5 separate regions of the Sus scrofa genome follow, and all the other regions are linked to region 1. The links are chromatin contacts, called in public HiChIP or PLAC-seq maps. All regions are on one chromosome and are shown on one strand. The core of a region is the stretch at or near the end of the contact, and the rest is flanking DNA. Distances in the headings are between cores, read along the strand shown. Region 1 holds the start of CCDC62 (coiled-coil domain-containing protein 62). Region 2 holds the start of ARL6IP4 (ADP ribosylation factor like GTPase 6 interacting protein 4). Region 3 holds the start of RSRC2 (arginine/serine-rich coiled-coil protein 2). Region 4 overlaps ABCB9 (ATP-binding cassette sub-family B member 9). Region 5 holds the start of ZCCHC8 (zinc finger CCHC-type containing 8).

Region 1 (2,700 bases), core at 96-2,595:
AAAAATCTACCTTACAAACAGTAATTTAAAGTTCACCAGGAGCCCATGTACATCACTACTGCTTTCTGGAAAAATAAAGAATTGCAAATAAATAAAAATGACGAGTGAATTTCAGTTACTTACTAAACAGAGAAAATGGAATTTGGAGTCAAGGGATTCCAAGTCCACAAACTTGAATTCCAGTCTTTGGTAAGTCATTCACTCACTTATTCATTCCTTCAACATTTAGCGCCATTTTGGGGATACAGCACTGAGCTCACCGGCAAGGAGCACGTATTCTAGTCGAGCAACACAAGCAACAGGCCAAGTGTACACATCCCGTTCAACTCAACCAATACCGGTAAATGCAAATGTCAGACAAGTTTATTTTCAAGACTTTTTAGTAAAATGGATTATAAGAGTGCCGCTCCACTAGCAGGCTGCTGTTAAGCAACGTTAAGGACAGGAAGCGAGAAGGCGTATATAAAGGCAGATCTACAAATGCCCACTGTTACCCTTAAAAAGTGAGCAGCACCTAATGCTCGCCACTCGACTTTGCGCCTGGGCTGAAAAACAAGATTTTATTAAAGGAAACGGATGTGACGCTCCCTCTTCCCTCTACATCCCGAGTATTGTTTTAAGCAGAAACGGTTCCCGAAAAACCAGCCACGTTCGGCCCAGACACACGTTGTCCCCGAGATCTGCCCTCCGCTTCCCACCGACCCGCCGGCGGAAACGGCGAGTCCGCCCGCGGCGGGAGGGAGGCGCCAAGCGGCGGCCGCTCACCTGGCGCCCGGCCAGGAAGGAGGCCGAAGGGTTCATAGGTGTTTCCTCCGCCCCCGGAGAGTCAGTGTGCGCAGCGTCACCTTAGAAACGCCATAGGCGCGCCTGCCCGGAGCGGCGGGGGCCAGCCCCGAGCGCTGGAGCCCCGCGCCCTCGCTGGCCCAAGCAAGCCCGCCTAAACCGCCAGCCCCGCGGAGCGTGCCCGGCCTCCCGGCCTATAGGGTCGCTGAGGGGCCGCCCCGGTTCTCGCGACACCCGGTGGCCGGTTGCGCGATCCCGCGGGAAGCCAGCTCCTACCCGGGCATTTTGTTCTTCCAAATCCGGACCTGGGGGCTCTTGAAAGGCATATCTGACGATGTAAAAGCCATTACCCACCGCCTGCAAAGAACCATCACCCAGGGAATGATAAAGCAACGAATGGCTGTTTCTGCTCCATGATCTCCTGCCAAACTGTGAACACGGTCGTTAGCTGCTGTGTACCCCTGGCATTCAGGCAACAAAGAGACTGGAGGCAGAAGCCAGCCCTGGCAGTTCATAGTCAGCTGCTGACCATCCTAGCAGACAGGCCTAAGCTAAGAATCAGGTGAAAAAAGAAAACAATTTTTTTGGACTCTTGATATAGCTCTTGAATTGCAATGAGAAACTTGACACTTTGTTGTGACAACATTTACTGTTCTGGGTTGAAACTAAGCTTTTTTTTTCTTCTTGGCCCTGCGTGAGGGATGTGGAAGTTCTGGACCAGGGGTTGAACCTGTGCTGCAGCAGCGACCCAAGCTGGCACAGTGACAACGATCCTTAACGCACTGCGCCAGAGGAGAACTCTGATACTAAGCTTTTTTCACCCTTTCTTCTACATTTTATTCTTCATGTTATAATAGGAATTGAACTATACAAAAATAATTGGAGGCGTTTCCACTGTGGCTCTGCAGAAATGAATCTGACTAGCACCCATAAGGACGCAGCTTCAATCCCTGGCCTTGCTCAATGGGTTAAGGATCCAGTGTTGCCATGAGCTGTGGTGTAGGCCAGCAGCTACAGCTCTGATTTGACCCCTAGTGTGGGAACCTCCATATGCCCCAGGAGCAGCGGCCCTAAAAAACCCCAAAAACAGGAGTTCCTGTCGTGGCTCAGTGGTTAACGAATCCGACTAGGAACCATGAAGTTGTGGGTTCGATCCCTGACCTCACTCAGTGGATTAAGGATCCAGCATTGTCATGAGCTGTAGTATAGGTTGCAGACATGGCTCAGATCCTACGTTGCTGTGGCTCTGGCTTAGGCCAGCGGCTACAGCTCCAATTCAACCCCTCGCCTGGGACCCTCCATTTGCCTCAGGAGTGGCCCAAGAAATAGCAAAAAGACAAAAAGACACACACACACACAAAAAAAAAAAATTGGAGTTCCCTGGTGGTGAGGGTTAGATCCCAGCCTGGGAACCACCGCATGCCAGAGAGCACAGCCGAAAAATGAAAAAAGCTTATATTTAACCTCTGATTGTCCACCCACTGCTGCTTAACTTGTAAGATGGCATTCCTGTCAAGACAGATCACCAAACACAGTCTTAATAGTATTTCACCTTTACTTTCTGGTTGACTGTAAATTAGCAAGACACGCCCTTTTGTTTATAAAAGACGATCCGAAAATGAAAAAATAAAATTTGAATTTCTTACTGTGAAGCTTTACTGATTTGGATGACACTTGCATCCTTAGGACAAGGTCATGTTGAGAATGGACAAGACAGTGCCTTCGAACTTAATCGAGAAAGCAAATGCTCTGAGTTCCTGTCGTGGCTCAGCAATAATGAAACCAACTAATATCCATGAGGATGCAGGTTCAGTCCCTGGCCCTGCTTAGTGCGTTAAGGATCTGGCATTGTTGTGAGCTGTGGTGTACGTCCCAGATGCAGCTCAGATCCTGTGTTGCTGTGGCTATGGCGTAGAC
Region 2 (2,700 bases), core at 127-2,626, 180 kb before region 1:
CTCGGCTGCTCTGTGCCACTGGTCCAGCGAAGGTCCAGGCAGAGCCTCAGCTTGCTGCACCTTGGCCTTTTCCTTGCTTCTCTTCTTCAGCTTCTTCTTCCTTTTCTTCTTCTTCTTCCTCTTCTTGTCCTTGTGCTTCCCCCGCTTCTTCCGGCCATCGCTGGAGGAAGAGGAGGAGGACGAGGAGGAAGAGGAGCTAGAAGAACTGGAAGAAGAGGAGGAAGAGCTGGATCGTGGTCTCCTCCGGGCCTTGTGCTTGCTTCTCTCTGTGATGCATGGAGAAGGTGAGGCTGGAAGGCCAGGAGGGGAAGAAGTAAACCTTCGTCCCCTTGCTCTGGCCTGTAGCAGGCTCAGGCTGACCCCAGAGGCATGAAGCCCTCGGGCAGGGCTTTCCAGAAAAGGGATCAGCACCCTGTGGAGAGGCACTTTCTGGGCTGCCAAGTCACTGACCACCCAGGAGCAGGGCAACCAGCCCCCACATCTCCCGCCCAGCTGCACCAAAGATATGATTAAGTGCTCCTTTCACTCAGTATTCAATGGGCTGGTCCAGCCGCTGGATTCTGAGCATCCTTCAATCCAGATACCCAGGATCTACACTCTGGGTCCTCCTTTGAATAGTGCTCTCTGCAATTTTCCCAAAGCCAGTCCGGAAAAGCCCGCCCAGCTGCCTGCAACTTCCTCCATGAAGTTCCCTCACCCCTTTCCCATTCCCTCTGGTTCTCACCCTCCGCCCCAGAGGAGGTAGTGCTGGCTTTGCGGCTTTGGGATCTAGAAGCCGAGCAGCTCCTGGGAGCGTCCTTACTGCTCTTCTTCCTTTTCTTTTCCGACCCTCTGCCCCGGGACCGGCTGCGACTCCTCGAGCGCTTGCGAGAGCCGACGTGAGCCATAGCGCCGTGGGCTGGAGGCGGGGAGACGCGCTTAAACTGGGGGTCCCTGGGCCGGTCCGCAGACTGGGTTCCAAGAGCGGCTCTACTCAGAACCTGGTCCTCTAGGGATCGATACCCGTCACCACCCGGGGCAGGGATATGAGGGGATCTATGCAATCGCACAACCCGCACCCGCCCCTCGCCCCCAGGTATCCCAGATTCTCGGCGGGCTCCTGGATTCTCCGCAGCGGCCTCTTTAAGGGCCCGCCCCCGCCCGGACGCTCCACGCCTGCGCGATCCAGTTCAGGAGCCCTAGGAACGGCAGTGTTCCTCAGCTGCCAGGTGAGTTCTTTATTCCTTTCCGCGTACTCCTACCCTCCACCCCGCGCCCTCCGCAGCCTTGCCGCCTTAAAGAAAGTCTCCGAAGCTGCTCCGCTCCCGCCTCAACCGTCCATTTGGCCGGACCACCTGCCCTGCACCGCGCCTTAGAGTAAGGAAGTGGCTGCTGGGTGACTTCCGGTCTGGGGGTGCTGCTCGGGAGACAGTCCGGCTGCGAAGCGAGGCGCGGTTGCCTTTAGTTCTGAAGCCCCAGGTTCCGTTTCTGTGGCAGCCCAAGAAACGGAACCTGGCGCGATCACCACGGGAGAGGCGAGTTGGGCATCCAGGCTTCCGCCTACAGGTGGAGCTCCGAGACGAGAGACCTGCTCTCCAGCCTGGCGCCAGTCCTGGAGTTTGCAGGCCTTTTGCTGCAGCTGTGCTTCTCCCAACGCTGTTCTTTCGGCGCGCCTGCAGCACCCCCAGACTCCCTGGCGCCCCAGGGAAGAAGGCGACCCTACTGCGCGCCGCTTTTCCTTTCTGGATTGTCTTCGGATGTGTCCACTGCAACGCGCTGCGAGCTCCAGAGCTTTGGTCTTTCCATCGTCCCCACCCAGTAATACAGAGATCGCACTCAAACGTCCATAAGGACCAGAGGGATCATGGCAGTGAATGAGGAAGGGACCCTGTGATCAAGAGCACCACAGGCCTGTCTAGAGTGGGGACAGCTGAGACCCTGCTGATTTCTGCAGTACGGATTGGGGCCTGGTGTTCCCAGATCTTCCCACTCCCTTAAGAAGTCAGAACTCAAGATTTCAACATAGCTACATGCCTCATCCAGTCTTGGGGCCAAGTTGCAAACTCTTCAGTAGTGATGATAGCAGCAGACACAGGGCTGTTAAAAATCACTTTATAAACATGAGGCCCCAGAACAACTCTAGGCCATACTCACCAGGTGAGGAAAGTAAAGCACAGAGAGGTCACACGGCTTACCCACAGTCACAGGTGGAAGTGATCGAATCAGAATTAGAACCCAGGCAGTCTGGCTCCAGAGTCCCTGCTTTTAATCCCTCTGCAGTAACCCCTCTGTACCATCCAGAAGATGCCTTAGGTGGCTGGCCCAAATCCTCTTTGTAGACAGGTGTACTCGCCCCAAGCCGTGGTATTTGCTGCTGACACCTCACACCTGTGCCCTTCTCTGGACGACTCCCTTGGCCACTGGAGATGGATGTCTGGGAAGTTACTCACCCCCTCCCTACCCTGAAATACCTTAAAGCCAGTTAACTGATGTTGGGGGCAAACTGTGGTACCATTCATGCTGCAAAGAGCCTATAAGATTGGGCTGAAGCTGGATCCTTCTTGAAACCACATTTGGCCCAGCTGCTTCTGCCCTATCCTGGTTCCCCTTCTTCTGAGAGTATTCCCTCCTTAAACCACTTGCACAGGAATCCCCATCTCAGCCTCTGGTTCTAACAAGCCCAACCTAAGGGAGTTCCTGTTGTGGTGCAAAATGGGATCA
Region 3 (2,700 bases), core at 196-2,695, 180 kb after region 1:
GAGACTGAACCAGCATCCTCACTGACACTAGTTGGGTGCTTAACCCACTGAGCACAATGGGAACGCCCAAGAAAAGAGTTCTTAATAGAAGTGTAAACAGGAGTACAGAAACAACGCATATTAGAATAAACAAGAGCTTTAATGGCTATGTTTGGGTGGTAGTTGGGAGGAGATGGGAAGGAAAGGTTGGAGTGAAAATTTTCATGGGTCTCAGTGTCCTATCTCTGTAAAAATAGTTAAATAGTGTCAGCCTCCCAGGTCTGTCACACTCAACTCTTTCAACAACTGTTTATTGAATGCCTAATACATACCAGTCACTGTTCTAGGAGCTGAGAATACAGTATGAAATTTATATTCTCACAGGAAGGACATACAAAAATAAAATATACTGCGGTATTGAGTAGGCAATGAAGAGTGAATGAATCACTCTTTTAATCTACACAACAACCCACTTTACAGCTGAGAAACATGAGTCAGGGACTAAGTAAATGGCCAAGGTCACCTAAAGCGAATTGATGATGTAGCTATACTCATCTGCGAATTTGTAGACTCAAATTCACACCAGCTGTTAACTATTATACTGCATAATTACAAAGAGTGTACAAAAGAAGGGGGGGAGGAACGCCTAAGAAGGACCTGTTTGGCAACTGTAGACATGTGGGCAGAGACCCTAATACCAAGAAGTCAACTATGCAAAGCTCAGGGGGAACAAAGATGCAGGCCCGGTGCAAAGGCTCAGAGGATGGACTGAGTTTGGGGCGGCTGCCAGGCCTGAGCAAGAATGGAAAAGTGCGGGAACTAGATAGGTGGAGCTAAGTGAATCCCCAATCTCAAGACTGGGTTAAATCCTCAGTGCTAGGGAGGGAAAGATGACCAGGAACGTGATTTTATTAACGATTTGAGATTACACTGGCTGCCGGGTGAAAAGATGAACGAATTAGGCAAAAACAGTTTCAGCAAGGCCTTCAGGCCGTAAATGCTCTCAGCTGGACACCGGGGCCAGCAAGAACCCAATCTCTCTCCCGCCAGCGTCTAGTGGGGAAAACACCCCGGACTGAGCTGAGGCCTCTGCTACTTCAACATAAGCCCACCCCCCGCAAGCTACAACAGCGCGGTTCCCCCTCCTCACCCGCAATTGAAGAAACTAAAGAACAGTCAAGTTTACAGCCCCTCTTCGGACACCCACAGCGGCTCCTAGACGCGTCAGGGCCCATCCCACAGGTTTAAATTGGCGGGAGATCACCAAGCCCAACCCCTTTTACGGCAGCCAGCGGAGGCCAAGATTGCTTAAGAATCGAAATAGGAAGTCGCCCCACCCTAAATTCCACCGGTTCCGAGAACCAGGAAACTGCATTCTAGGGTGTGTTCTTGGCCCCGCCCCATCCCTGGCCTTACACGCCCCCTTCAAAAGAACAACCAATCACCGTTGAACAGCGTTGCTACAGAAACTCATCACCACCCCTTTTCCTCCCAGCAGGCTGTGCGACGCGCCGGGCCTTAGCCCGTTTGTGCCATCCGGGTCTCTCGTTCGAGCGATTCAGTCTGTGGCGAATCGTCTAGGCGGCCGGTACTGTGGAAAGCGGCAAGTGGAGGCGCCGCTCCAGCGGCCAGGACTGTGGACTATGGCGGTAGGTGCCGAATCTGAGTTTAAAGTCAGGGATGTTTCTCTGCTACTGTCCGAAGAAGGGATGAAGGGCTCCCAGAGCTGTTGTCCGAGCTTGTGTGTGGACAAAATGGCGCCGCGGCCTTCTTCTGCGCCCGCCATCATGGCTGCCTCCTTTAGGGAGGGGGAAGTGAGGCGGTGTCGTTGGGGGTGGGGAGCCGCAGGGAGTGTCTTTTTTTTCCAGAACTTTCCTCATCTCTTTCCCAGCTGTGTGTTCTTTTTGGCCCACCGAACTGACTGCAGTTTAGCTTAGTCTAGTGATTTATATTGAATTTTGTTAGGGCTTAGGCATTTATATGTTCGCGGTGGGACCTGGAGTCGTCCGTGAAAAGTGTTGGGTCATAAAGGCGGTGCCTGTAAGGGATAGAAACGTGGGGGGCGAGCGGTCTTGTAGCGTTTTTGTTTTTAGTTTTTTCCTTTTTTGCCTGAGTGCTAGGAGGCGATTCCAGTTGCATAATTTCCGTTAGTGTTCCATCTGTGTACTTTAGTTTATTCCTTAGCAGCTAGATAACGTGTTTCTGGAAGGGAGTAAAAATTCGATTTAATTAAGAGAAGATTTTGGCACTACGAATTCTGATTGATGCTCTGTTTCCGAAGTGGCTTTCGATGCAGTCATTTTGAAGTCTGAGAAACATAATCCAGCCCTGTCGCTGACGTTGTTACTTTAAACTTAAGAGTTCTTCATTGGCCCATTTAATTTTAAATGGAGAGTACGGTTCTTAAATCACCACTTTCGAAAAATAAACCTTCTTTGGGTATAAGATGTCCAGTCCTGATAGATCACATTATTGTGTGATTACTTCCTTTTACTTATCCTGTTAAAAGAAAAATGCGAGAATTTTGTATTCTTTTTCCATTGACTAAAAAGTTGTATTTTCTTGTTTTTGGAAATGAAGCATAAGTAAAACCTTGTAGCTCATCCTAATCACTGGAGTACCTGGAATTTAGAAATCATGGAAGATCCTCCCTCCTCCCATGCCCAGTTGATTTGATTTAGAACCCCTTTTTTTATTAACCGATTTAGAACTAGTTTGAAA
Region 4 (2,700 bases), core at 170-2,669, 150 kb before region 1:
CACTTAAGGAATTATTGGGAGACATTTGAGACTTGAAAGAGATGAGGGAGCAACTATGGGGTAACAGTGCCCCAGGCAGAAGGAACAGCCCATGCAAAGTCCTGAGGCAGAAAGTTACCTGATGGTTAAAGGAAAAGCACAGAGGCCAGTGTAGCTCAAGCAGAATGTGTGTGTGTGTGTGCGCGGGGGAGGGGGGGAGTGGAAGGTGAGACAGATCACTAGCAGGGACCAGACTGCACAGGGCGCTGTTGGCCACTGTAAGGACTTTGACTTTGATCCTGGATGATATGGGAGCCACTGGACTGTTTGAATAGAGGGCTGACAAACGCCAGCTTGGGTTTCATAGGCTTCTGCTGTCTGCTGAGTGGAAAACCAGGCTGATGGGGACAAAGGCGGCAGCAGGGAGACCCAGCAATTGGCTTAGATAATCCCAAGGAGATAGACGAATTCAGGTGCGGCAGTAGAGGCAGCAACTTCTGGAAATATTTTGAAGGTGGAGCTGCAGGATTTGCTGATGGACTGGAGAGTTCATGTGGTTCTTGTGCCGATGCAACAAGAGTTTGCACACGTGCTTATCACAGCACCCCACCCAGCGAGGGCTCCATAAACCTCTGTTGAGGTTAATATCATCATTGGACCTTGCTGGAATCAGAATGAGTCTGGAGCTCGCTGATGCCCAGTGCTTCCCTGTGGGTAAACTGAGGCAGAAATTCAGCTGAGGGAGAACTTCACAGCGGTGGCTGAAGACCTCATGTGTCCAGGGATGGGGCAGGAAAAGAAGAGACTCTCTAGGCTGCCACCTTGTGGTCCTTGCACTGTGACCAGCAGAGGGCACCAGAACCCCATTGAAGGTCTTCCTGTCCTGGCTGAGCCAGCCCTGCAGGGCTGACCAGGAAGGCACCAGCCAGATGCCCAGGGTTTATTCAATGACTTTTATTGAGCACCTCCTGTATACTCAGCCCTGAGCCAGGCTATACCTGCTGAAAGAGCTGCACTGAAAATGGGACACAACCTGGTCTGACCAGCCTCCATTCCGTATCCATCATTTCCATAAGATGAGAGTGGGTGTTCATTTTGGATTACTGGGAGGGAAGACATAAGGAATGAGCTCCCAGATTGGATGCTGGTTTGGGTTTGAGTCCTGGCCCTTCCTCTTAATTTCTGTGTGACCTTGGGCAAATTACTCGGCCTCTCTGAGTTTCGCATTCACGTCTATGAAATGGGATGACATCCCTGCTTAACTCCCCTCTATCCACAACTACTGAGGATAGTTGTGAAGAGACAGCAGGACATAAGGGTAAGACATTTTCTGGCAAATAGCTCCACCAAGAGGAGTTGGGTGCCAATTTCCAGCATCGCTTGGAAGGAGAATGACCCTTATCTTCTGAGGTTCTAAGAATTTGCACTCTGAACCCTCAGGCAAAGAAAATAAGGAAGTGAACTTTGGCATCTGTCAGCCACCAATTGGCTGAGTGGCTGGGTGAGCATTAGCTCATCTTTTTGGCCTCCCTTTCCTCATGTGTAAGATGGGCGATGACAGGGCCAAGTTCCGAGTCCACACGCAGAGGGAGCGAACAATCGCACGGGAGCCCCTTGGCTCTGTGTGCTCCATCCCTGTAGCCATTGTTACTCATAACACAACGTACTCTATAAAGATTGGATAACCCCTGTTCCTGCGTTCCTGTTCTCTGAAAAGGGCCATTAGACAGTGGGGCCCCTCCCCAGCCTCCTGCCATGCTGAGAAGTGGGACTTTGCCAAGAGAGGAAACCCCATGGGTGGGGTAAGCAGTGTGGGAGCTTCCAGGGGCTCAGGAGGAAGGACCCAGGCACCCCTGGCTGCAGGCACCCCCTGAGCCCACCCGTCTGCCGGCAGGAGAGACCTTCCTCCCCTACTACACCGGCCGGGCCATCGACGGCATCGTCATCCAGAAGAGCATGGAGCAGTTCAGCACGGCGGTCATTGTCATGTGTGCACTGGCCATCGGCAGGTAGCTGGCTCTCCACCCCACGCCTGCAGGAGGGAGGGAGGGAGGTCAGGACCAGCCCCTGGGAGGAAATTGGGCTGGGGAGGCCCAAGAAATGTCCCCAAGGGTCCCGCCCCTCCGCTTCTCCCTATGGTGACCAACAACCCAACTGGCTTAGTCCCATCCATCTGATTGAACCATACCCTCTTGTCCCGAAGAATGGCTTCTGTTTTCGGGGTTCCCCTTTCACACCGCCCACCCCTTGGGCTGTTTTCCAAGCAGGAAACAAGGGCCAGCCTTGTCTACGCTGTTCTGGAAGGAGAGGGGTCTGGATGGCAAAGCTGGGTCCCTCGCCCGCAGTAAACTCAGTCCCCTCTGTGCCCTCACCTTGGGGGCTCCTGTTGGGAACAGGGAGACCCCGCAGTGGTGCCAGCCCTGGAGAGTGGGCTCGAGGTTGGGGTCCCGCTGGTCTCTGCCCCGCGAGGGCCCTCAGCAGCGGGAGGGGCGGCAGGGGTGGAGGTTGGCTGTCGGAAGGACGTCGAGCTATACATAACATCTCTTATCTGCAATTAGCTCATTTGCCGCAGGTATTCGGGGCGGCATTTTTACCCTCATATTTGCCAGACTGAACATTCGCCTTCGCAACCGTCTCTTCCGCTCGCTGGTGTCTCAGGAAACAAGCTTCTTTGATGAGAATCGCACAGGTGGGTCCTCCCAGGGCCTGGGGTGACCTGGG
Region 5 (2,700 bases), core at 152-2,651, 200 kb after region 1:
TCTGTTTTAGGATAAAATTATCTCAAGGTACATCATAGTCAAAATTGAACTCACTCTTGGCTTCCAAACCTGGTCAACATATGTTGTTCTCTATCTCTAGTAATCATTTATTCAAGTTTGTTAAGTCAGATCCTGGCAAATAATTCACAACCCTTTCCTCTCCTTCCCCATAACCCTTGAGTTATCTCTGTTCTTTATTTTTCAAATATCCTCTATTAAATACCAACTCTCCACCACTTGCCACTACCTAATCTAACATTTGTTGATTTTATTACAAAAATCTATTCCATCTGTCTCCTAGACTGCCACCAATTCTTTTCCTACCATGCAATCAGGACCATCCTATCAAAATGTAAATTTGTAGCTCACAGACACACCACCTGTTTAAAATGCTTACCAATTTGGGGATGGGAAGAATGAATATGCCTAATATGGTCTCTGAGTACTGGCCTAATTAACGTTCCACCCCGGGCCTCCTCTTGCTCCACTCTGCCTTTTCATACGGAATTTTTTTCCTTTTTTTTTTTTTTTTTTTTTTTCTTTTTAGGGCCACACTTAACAGCATATGAAATTCCCAGGTTAGGAGTTGAATTGGGGCTGTAGCCGCCTATACCACAGCCACAGAAATGCCGGATCTTTAATCCACTGAGCAAGGCCAGGGACCAAACCTTTCATTCTCATTCTCATGGATGCTAGTCGGGTTCGTTACTGTTGAGCCACAAGAGGAACTCCCTATTTTGCTCACTCTTGCATTCTCAGCTCCTAGAACAGTACCTGGCACACTGAATGTGGTAAATAAATGTTACTGAATGAATGGGTGATTGAAGGAGAAACCACCAAAAGCCACAACAGACAAAGCTAAAGTAACCTAAAGCTTGAGCTTCATGGAAAAAAAAAAAAAAAAAAAAAAAAAAAAACCAACCAACTGAAGTAGCTTCTCCAAGATTACAAATGTATCCTATGGCAAAGCTGGAGTTCCTTATTCTCTAGTTTGGCACGCAACCACAACATGTGATAAACCATGCATCGTGCTCTGATTTTTTTCAGCCTTAGATACATAACAGGGACAACTCGTAACATTTTGATCTAGTTGGGCTTTCTTCACGTTTTAAAAGGACCAATCCCAGTATGCAGTGCAAACAATGAGTTAACAGTCGCTTAGAAACCACATGTCCCAGCATGCCATGCTTCGGAGCAATCTCAGAGGTGGGTCTGAGGAAACGCCGTTGCATTCTGGGAGTTGTAGTCTCACAGGACTGGCCCGCCCCTTGTGCAGCTCCGGCGGCCTACGTTTAGGAGGAAACCCTACTGGGTGGCTTAGATCGGCCGGAGCCGGGAGAGCGGTGCCGCCCAACAACCTTGGCCGCCGGCCGGGTGGCCAGCTCCGCCTCTTCTCGTGTCTTTTCCCACAGCCCAAAATGGCGGCGGAGGTGGATTTTGGCGATCTAGAGCTGTTCGAGGCGTTTGACCACGCCGAGGAGTCGATTCCGAAGCCCGTTCACACCCGCTTCAAGGAAGACGACGGCGACGAGGAGGATGAGAATGGAGTCGGCGACGCGGAGCTCCGGGAACGGCTTCGGCAGTGCGAGGAAACCGTCGAGCAGCTCCGCGCCGAGAATATCCTTCCCCTCGCTGGGCCGTGTCACCCGGGCGTGTGGTGGGTGCGGTGCCGGGAAGAGCGCGGGCGGAAATTCCACCAGGGCCAGAACTCAGGCTGAGAATCTAGGGTTCAGATTGCGTAAACTGTCCCCCAGGCCTCGGCGCGGGACCTCTCCCTTAGTGGGATGCGTCTCCTGGACTTGATTCGCGCCTCCCGCCCCCCCCCCCCAATTCCGGGGCCGGATTTTAGGGTTATTTCGGACAGTTTCAACTGTTAAATTGTAGGCTCTTCACCACTTGTCTTCCTCTCTTTGGAATCACTACCCGACTTCATTTTCTGCAGCCCAGCTAAAGTTGATGAAGCCGTGTTATAGTTAGGAGATACCGGCTGTTTAGACTTTGGCGCAGATCTGTCTTTCCAGTGGGGCAGAAGTGAGGGGTCCTGGGATGTAGAGTCGGGGCCCTTAAGGGTTCGAAGCGCGGAAAGAAAAATGGTTAATTGCTTGAAGAACATTGAGGATTCATTTTAAAGTTCTTCCACTTTAAAATAGCTTCCGTGGTGAAGATGTATTGCAAAGGTTTAGAGAAGACGCGCCAAATCAGTTTCCGTTTGTCTTTAGTTTACAGCCTTTCTAGCAAGATGTGTGACTGTTTTTTCACATTCTTAGAGGGTTTTTGTTTTGTTTTACTATTCATACAGATAACTTTGGTTCAGGTAGTTTTGCTAATGGAAAGATCCCTGAAAGCGGTTGGTAAATCATCTTTTAAGGTTTAAGAGGTCATTTTTTATAATGCCTTTTTCCTCAACATTTTATTATGAGAAATTTCAAAATACAGGAAAGTTGAAAGGATTTTACAGTGATCTTTACAGAGTCCATCCTAGCTTATTAGGTCCTTAACAGTGTCTTATGCTGCATGTACTTTATTTGAATAATCATGATGCTGCTGACTTGGACAATTATCTTTAGTGAGTGGCTGTTTAACTTCTGACAGGACACCGTTGTCTGAATAACGTTTTTGGTTGTCTGTTAGTCTCTTTTGAACTGCATGAACCTGCCTTAGAAAGATCACGTTTAAAAGGATGAAAATGATGTTTTAGTT

Evidence for each region. HiChIP or PLAC-seq counts read pairs in DNA pulled down with a chosen protein or histone mark.
Region 2: a contact with region 1 is called in an H3K27ac HiChIP or PLAC-seq map of alveolar macrophages. The contact joins the promoter of ARL6IP4 here to the promoter of CCDC62 in region 1. A contact is called at or near these places in 2 of 2 datasets of contacts at active chromatin or transcription factors (alveolar macrophages and skeletal muscle).
Region 3: an H3K27ac HiChIP or PLAC-seq map of alveolar macrophages shows a contact between it and region 1. The contact joins the promoter of RSRC2 here to the promoter of CCDC62 in region 1. A contact is called at or near these places in 1 of 47 Hi-C or Micro-C datasets (embryonic fibroblasts) and 2 of 2 datasets of contacts at active chromatin or transcription factors (alveolar macrophages and skeletal muscle).
Region 4: an H3K27ac HiChIP or PLAC-seq map of alveolar macrophages shows a contact between it and region 1. The contact joins the enhancer-like site here to the promoter of CCDC62 in region 1. A contact is called at or near these places in 1 of 5 promoter capture datasets (liver), 17 of 47 Hi-C or Micro-C datasets (blood, embryonic fibroblasts, mesenchymal stem cells and 6 more) and 1 of 2 datasets of contacts at active chromatin or transcription factors (alveolar macrophages).
Region 5: an H3K27ac HiChIP or PLAC-seq map of alveolar macrophages shows a contact between it and region 1. The contact joins the promoter of ZCCHC8 here to the promoter of CCDC62 in region 1. A contact is called at or near these places in 1 of 5 promoter capture datasets (liver), 3 of 47 Hi-C or Micro-C datasets (embryonic fibroblasts, epiblast stem cells and skeletal muscle) and 2 of 2 datasets of contacts at active chromatin or transcription factors (alveolar macrophages and skeletal muscle).

Annotation. Positions count from the first base shown.
Region 1 is chr14:30,065,293-30,067,992 of Sscrofa11.1, forward strand. CCDC62 (coiled-coil domain-containing protein 62) reads right to left here and starts at 1,346. Exons shown (of 13, transcript XM_021074080.1): 1 at 766-1,346; 2 at 124-278.
Region 2 is chr14:29,887,094-29,889,793 of Sscrofa11.1, forward strand. It overlaps ARL6IP4 (ADP ribosylation factor like GTPase 6 interacting protein 4), which reads right to left and starts at 1,377. Exons shown (of 5, transcript NR_033706.1): 1 at 725-1,377; 2 at 1-205.
Region 3 is chr14:30,240,618-30,243,317 of Sscrofa11.1, forward strand. RSRC2 (arginine/serine-rich coiled-coil protein 2) reads left to right here and starts at 1,446. Exons shown (of 10, transcript XM_013982805.2): 1 at 1,446-1,628. The coding sequence starts at 1,623. KNTC1 (kinetochore-associated protein 1) reads right to left here and starts at 1,371. Exons shown (of 65, transcript XR_002338925.1): 1 at 1,130-1,371.
Region 4 is chr14:29,913,797-29,916,496 of Sscrofa11.1, forward strand. It overlaps ABCB9 (ATP-binding cassette sub-family B member 9), which reads left to right. Exons shown (of 14, transcript XM_021074072.1): 4 at 1,874-1,988; 5 at 2,538-2,668. LOC106505925 (a long non-coding RNA gene) reads right to left here. Exons shown (of 4, transcript XR_002338921.1): 4 at 2,019-2,276. Among named protein-coding and RNA genes, the nearest start is that of ABCB9, 19 kb to the left of the region's middle. Within about 2 kb of position 1,420, at least 16 of the 83 cell types and tissues checked have an H3K27ac peak or open chromatin away from gene starts, as enhancers often do. A contact at or near this core is called in alveolar macrophages and retroperitoneal adipose tissue, where this site is marked.
Region 5 is chr14:30,263,122-30,265,821 of Sscrofa11.1, forward strand. It overlaps ZCCHC8 (zinc finger CCHC-type containing 8), which reads left to right and starts at 1,402. Exons shown (of 15, transcript NM_001190154.1): 1 at 1,402-1,617. The coding sequence starts at 1,419.